Linked DNA regions of Gossypium hirsutum: region 1 is linked to region 2. The links are chromatin contacts, called in public Hi-C maps. All regions are on one chromosome and are shown on one strand. Each heading gives the region's core, a stretch centred on a gene start, on an enhancer-like site or on the middle of the called end of the contact. The rest is flanking DNA. Distances are from core to core; before and after follow the strand shown. Region 1 holds the start of LOC107910664. Region 2 holds the start of LOC107910712.

Region 1 (3,437 bases), core at 197-2,696, 130 kb before region 2:
TAGCACAACTATAACTAGGAATGGATGTCTTCTGTTTCAGGATTTTCTTTTTTAATAATGGCCTTCGGAATTTGGGTTGTTTTAGGTCTCACTTTACATGGAATACTAGTTTTGATATGTTCACGATTTTACCTGTATAATTGTTTAAATCATCTTCATGATCAAATCTTCATCCGGAGATCTCGAATACGACCCAGAGATCGAAAAATCAGCACGAGCACGACGGAAAGAGACAGAAGCTCTTAAACGTGCAAGTAAAGCAGAAGTTGAGCTAGGAAAAGGGCTCTTAGAAACCGACATTGAAAAATTGAGACAAGCAATTCGTGCAGAGGCAATTCGACGTAGGAAACAAGTCGAAGTAGTTGATCTTGAGACCGAACCACTTTCTGAAACAAAAGAAGTAGAAGACAACCTCGGCGAACCAGAAAGGATGGCGAACCGAACCATTCGTCAACTAGCCGCTGCTCCCAACGAGCAAACACCGTTATGCATAAACTATCCAGTCAGAGAAACCCCGTTCGAGTTGAAGTCAGACCTGATTCACCTTTTGCCCACTTTTCGAGGCTTGAAGAATGAGAATCCACATACCCACTTGAGAGAATTCCACATGGTCTGCTCAAGCATGAAACCACAGGGACTAACCAAAGAAAAAATTAAACTTCGGGCCTTTCCTTTCTCTTTAGTTGATACAGCAAGAGAATGGTTATTTTACTTACCCCTGGTTCTATTACAACGTAGGATGACTTATCTCGTGTTTTTCTTGACAGATTTTTCCCAGCATCGCGAGTAGCTGAACTTAGGAGAGACATAGTGAGAATTCGCCAAATGGAAAGCGAATCGCTCTATGATTATTGAGAGCGGTACAAAAAATTGTGTGCAAGTTGTCCTCAACACGGTTTGACCGAGCAATCACTTCTTCAGTATTTCTACGAGGGTTTGCTCCCTATGGAAATGAAAATGATTGACGCGGCTAGTGGGGGGCGCTTGTCAATATGACTCCTCAAAAGGCAAGAGAATTGATATCCACCATGGCGGCAAATTCTCAACAGTATCGGCCGAATTCAGAACCCACAAGATGGGTTAATGGGGTAAACGTTTCATCCTTAGAAGATAAATTGGATAAGCTCACTAATATTGTTCAATCTATGCTTACAGAAAAGAAGAATCGGACCCAACTATGTGGAGTTTGTACTACATCTGAACATCCGACGGATTTGTGCCCAATCCTTAACGAAAATTCAACGGCACATATCGACGCTGTCGGAGGTTTTCCGGGACCTCCACAAAGACGATATGATCCATTTTCTAACACCTACAATCCCGGGTGGAAGGATCATCCCGATTTGAATTACGGAGCTAATCCTCGATATAATCCATCATACCAATCGAGACCTTTGCAACCACCGTAACTGCCACCCAAGCCGAGCACATCTCTAGAAGCTGTTATGGAAAGACTTGCCGTCGATGTTGCGAAGTACCAACAGAGGACAGAAGCATCAATACAAGAGATAACTAATCAAGTTAGTAAACTCTCGATGGCGGTTAATCGTTTGGAATCTCAAGGTAAATTACCTTCCCAGACAGAGCCGAATCCTCGGCAGAATGCAAGTGCAATAACTTTTCGTAGCGAAAAAGTTCTGGAAACAGTTCCAGACGAAAGTCATTGCAAGACAACGAACGGGAAAAACAGATCTCTGATCCAAAAGCCAGACCGGAATAAAAAATTCAGGAATCAGTTGTGGTGCCACCTCATTTTCCAGGGAGACTCGCGAAGGATAAGAAAGAAAAATGAGGAAAAAGAAATCCTCGAAACGTTCAGGAAAGTGGAGGTGAATATCCCTTTGCTCGACGCTATCAAACAAATCCCTTGTTATGCGAAATTTCTCAAGGAATTGTGCACTAGCAAGAGAAGGTTAATAGGTAACGAAAGAGTAAATGTAGGAGAAAATGTCTCTGCAGTACTGCAAAAGAAAGTTCCGCCCAAATATAAGGACCAAGGTATGTTCGCTATTTCCTGTGAGATAGGTAATGTAGGCATTAAGAAAGCCATGTGTGATTTAGGGGCTTCCATTAATGTTATGCCTTATCCTATATATAAGTTGATTAACGCGGGTCCTTTGAAAAAGACAGGAGTAATAATCCAGTTAGCAGACAGGTCAGTCATCTATCCCGAAGAGTTACTTGAAGACGTCCTTGTTAAAGTTAACGAATTAGTTTTCCCTGCAGATTTCTACATTATTAATATGGAGGACGATAACTCCACTAATTCGTCTGACATTTTGCTTGGAAGACCGTTCCTAAGTACCGCGAGCGCAAAAATTGATGTTCAGAGTGGAACATTGTCAAACATTGTCAAAAATTGATGGCGAAATCGTGAAATTCAATGTCTACGAAGCCATGAGTCATCCTAACTCATTGTCAAATATTTCCAGCATCGATAGTATAGATTGTTTAACTCAAAATTATTCTAAATATCATGACTTTGATGAGTTGGAAACTGTCCTTTACAGAAGCATTGACATGGATGTATTGAGTCGTCTCGAGGAGTTAGCAGTTATAGAAGATCCGTTGCGAGAAATTGTCAAACACTTGGAGACGCAACCATCGTTGACGAATCGAGGTAACCAATTTGAACTATTACCTTCCCAAATTAAAATGTTGCCTTCAATTTTGCAGCCACCAACCTTGGAGCTTAAAGCGTTATCGGACCACCTCAAGTATGTCTTTTTGGGAGAGAAAGACACCTTACAGGTAATAGTGTCAAACAGACTAACCAAAGACGAGGAGGAAAGTCTAGGTCAAGTTCTAAAGGATTATAAGCTATTGGTTGGATAATAGCCGACATAAAAGGGTTAAGTCCATCCACTTGTATGCACAGAATTTCCATCGAAGATAACACGAAACCAAATAGAGATGCTCAGAAGCGCCTTAATCCACCCATGACGGAGGTAGTAAAGAAAGAGATCTAGAAAATGTTGGATGCTGGAATGATATACCTGATCTCTGACAGTGATTGGGTTAGCCCGGTTCATGTCGTGCCCAAGAAAATTGGCGTGACAGTGGTGCAAAATTCATCAGGAGAGCTAGTTCCTACCCGAGTCCAGAATGGATGGAGGGTTTGCATCGATTACAGGAAGTTGAACGCAGCTACTCTGTAATGCTCTGGCTGCTTTTCAGAGATGTATGGTGAGCATATTCTCTGACTATATCGAGAAAATCATTGAAGTCTTCATGCATGATTTCACAGTGACTCTTTTAACGAATGTCTCGATAATTTTGCTAAGATATTACAAAGATGCCTAGAATTTAATCTTGTTTTAAATTATGAAAAATGCCACTTCATGGTTGACAAAGGATTAATTTTAGGTCATATAGTTTCCTCAGAAGGTATTGAGGTCGATAAAGCAAAAATGGATATTATTAACTCATTACCTTAC
Region 2 (3,541 bases), core at 703-3,202:
AGTAACAACTTCTTCTTGTCAACACTCCATTCACTGCTGAACAATATACAGAGAGTTGATGTAGCAGTTTTCGATTTTGCTTTCCTTTTCCAAGTGAAGGCTTATTCCAGATAAAAAATAAAATGTAATGTGCTATATTTTACAGATGATTTTACAATACTTTGGGAATATTTTACAATACTTTGGGAATATAGGAAAAATGTTCGATATCAAGGCACAACTATAATTGCAACAACCAAGAATTACAATGTCATTATACTAGACATGGTCGAAACAGAGATAGCTCATCAACGAAGTTAAGCTGCCTAATCTATGTAATAACACAAGCTAACCAAGCTAAATCTTTCTGGTAATCGGAAATGATGACTCTCCAACAAAGTTATTTGTGAAAACCCGGAAATGGTATGTTACTCAAATTTGAAACACAACAAACTGAGGGGATTTTGTTATTCGTAGAATTCATACCGTGCAGTCCATGAAATTTATACTAGTAAAAGATTTTATCTAAGGACGAGAATAATTCTTATTTAGGGTCCTTCCTTGGAACTTTAAAGATGTCAAATACCTTGAAAGAGTAAGACGAAGCAAAAGAGAACCGTGATAACCATAGCATAAAGGCCACTGCTAGATGATGATGCCTTTGCTTCTTTCATCCTCCTCAATGTTTTAATCCGTTTCATCCTCGCACGTTTCCTCATGGCAAGTTCAGCAATCTCCCTCACCAACTTCTGGTCAGCAGCATCCAACAGCGGACCTTTCGGTGGCCGTGGAGGTTTGGGAGGCTTCCTAGTGCTTTTCTTCTTGCACTTCACTTCTGCTAAGTTCTTCTCTGCTACCGCCATGAGTTCATGATTCTCTTCTCCTTCCGAATTCTTGTCTACCAAGCATTCCATATTCTCACCCTCAACTCCGCCACCAAAACTCGAAGAACTACTGCATGAGTTCATGCTGGATTCACCCTTTCCTATCTTATCAAAACTCAAAAGATCACTCCAAACTCCACTGAGAGTTCTCTTTGTTTGTAAATTCGATGGAACACGATCTTTTGTTTTTTCATCCTCACTGGTAATCCCACCACTTTCAAGATCTACTTCAATATCTCTTTCTCTTCTAAACAAGGGATCCATTCAAAAATAAACCCCAAATCCTTGAGATACTTAACCCCACTACTGCCAAGCTAAAATTCAGTCATGGTCTACATGAACTAATCCTTGACTTCAAAGAAATATCAAACAGTTCTAGGTCTCACCAAAAAAAACCAACCAATCCTGCATTTGCCATTGAAATATTTCATATTAGTAGTAGGCAAGTACATGAAAACAATGGTCAATTCAAATGCTAACTCCAAGGACAAAAAGATAGCAAATTTATGAACCATGAATAGCTCAATTTTCATCATCAAAGACCCAAAGGAACAAGCTAAAACATAAAGGAACTCGAAACAAATGATCATCTTTTAACTCCCCCAGAAAAATCAGTAAAGCTTGAAATTTGAAAAAAAAAAAACTACTCCTATTTTTCGACAATCAGATGAGGGATTACAACCAGCTCCCGGTCTCTACGTCTAAATGCAACTATAAAATAAATTAAAAATTGAAACCGGAATAAAACCCAGAATCCCATACCCTTTAAAACAAAAACCCAGAAAACAAGGGGAAAATACGCTGCCGACAAAGGAAAAAAAAAACCCTTCATCTAAAAAAAAAAAAAGAAGCAAAGACACATGAAAATAAGAAAATCAGAAGGGGAAAAAAATGAATGTACCTTAAAAAGAGCTTAATTCGATGTCTGCAAGAACCATAAAACTAATAAAAATCCTTGGTCGATTTCGTCTAAGCTTATCTCTATTTTTTCTTTCGTACGATTGACTAAAAAGAAGAAGGAAAATTAATTTAAAAACCAAAGCTTTCTAAAAATAAATAGTACATACCGCTAAAAAGACAATCAAAAACGAAAAACCAAAGGTAACAGTTGTTGGTTTTGTCTTTTTCGCCGATTAGCGAAGACGGATGAACGTGTCAGCCACTACGGCCTACGGGGTTGGAAACTGGCAGTTGCCGGTTGAATCATTTAGAATTTTTTATGCCTTACTACTAATTTGTTGGAAGAGTACTTACATTGGTACCTTTTTTTTATTCATATAAGCCCTTGCCGTGTTTTTTTTTTTCCATTTATTCATTAAAAAACACTTGCACCATGTTTGTTTGCCATTACACCCCTAATCCGTGGCCCTACTGATTACCTTGTTTGGTTCGTTGTATTGCCCTAATACAGGCCTATTACGCTGCGGACAGATTCCCCATTTTTCCTTATGCAACGCCGATTTGTAATCCCTTCCAAAAGAAAGGATTACCTAATCGGTCTCTCTTTTACCCTCTCAAGCCGTTGCAGCACTCATCACTCAAATCGATCTCCAACCACCCTCTCCCTCCCAACATCGACAGAAGCTGCCAGCAAACCAAACCTCCAGCCGGTCCCGACTTCCATCTTGGCATCTTTCGCCGACTCCACGGTCTTAGATCTCCGGACGCTTTGAAGTGACAAGTGAGTAATCTCCAGCCGGTCCCGACTTCCATCTTGGCATCTTTCCTCTCTTCATGCATTAATGGGTGTTATTGCAATTTTTTTTATAAATACAATTATTTGGTGCGATTGTTTCAGTTCATGGTGTTAGTTTCTTGGTAAATTGACATAGGGTTTCTTGCTGGTTATGATTTTTTTTCATTATTTGTTTGGTTGCATTATTTGCTGGTTATGGTTTCGTTTCAACACTTAATCGATTTCCCTTTTCTCATTATAGGTTCTTTGTTCCAACACTTCTTCATCGCACTCGTCCCCAATTTGCTCATTACAAGTTAGTTTTCCATAGGTATTTATGGTTTTGTTTGTATTGCATGTTCGATTGAAAGGTTAGTTTTCCCTAATTGCATGTTTGTATTGCTGTAGCAGCTTTTGTTGTTTCCTTTATATAAATAAAAAAAAAGCAAAGTTTATCCAAAAAAAATCAAGTTTAGCATATACTGTTACACCATATTTTTCCTTTAATGTGTTTTTCTTTGCTTTATGTCTTGATTATCTGTTTGTGTTCGCAATTTTCATTTTTCTTAAGGTAGCATTGGAATAAATTTTATTATCTATTTTGCTCAGTCTAACAAACTTTGGTTCATACTCAGCTAAATTTTAGAATCAGAGTCTGTATTGATACATTGTGCTAAAATATTCTGTATTGCAAGTCTGTATTGAAAGGTTAGTTTTCCCCGATTGCATGTTTGTATTGCTATTTCTTTTCCTTTGTTATGTAATCCAAAGAGTTTTAAGGCATAAGGGCAAGTATGTATTGATGTTTAACTTCTGGTTTAACTTGTAAAATAAATTTGATAAAATTGTGTCTTGTGCACAATGTCTTCTAAAATCAGAGTTTGTATTGATACATTGTGCTAAAATATTCATATTGATACAGTGAGCAATAGAAACTGTCTGCTGTTTTCAATTCAGACAGTTTTTTAAAAGTCTGCTGTTTTTTGATAGTCTGCTGTTTTTT

Evidence for each region. Hi-C and Micro-C count contacts between places; a contact is called where the count stands out from the background.
Region 1: a contact with region 2 is called in a Hi-C map of leaf, with 2.1 times the contacts expected there. The contact joins the promoter of LOC107910664 here to the promoter of LOC107910712 in region 2. A contact is called at or near these places in 2 of 34 Hi-C or Micro-C datasets (both in leaf).

Annotation. Positions count from the first base shown.
Region 1 is chrD08:47,112,088-47,115,524 of Gossypium_hirsutum_v2.1, reverse strand. It overlaps LOC107910664, which reads left to right and starts at 1,446. Exons shown (of 2, transcript XM_041098221.1): 1 at 1,446-3,186. The coding sequence starts at 1,446. The coding sequence ends at 2,363.
Region 2 is chrD08:46,980,354-46,983,894 of Gossypium_hirsutum_v2.1, reverse strand. LOC107910712 reads right to left here and starts at 1,952. Exons shown (of 9, transcript XR_005916740.1): 1 at 1,765-1,952; 2 at 566-1,268.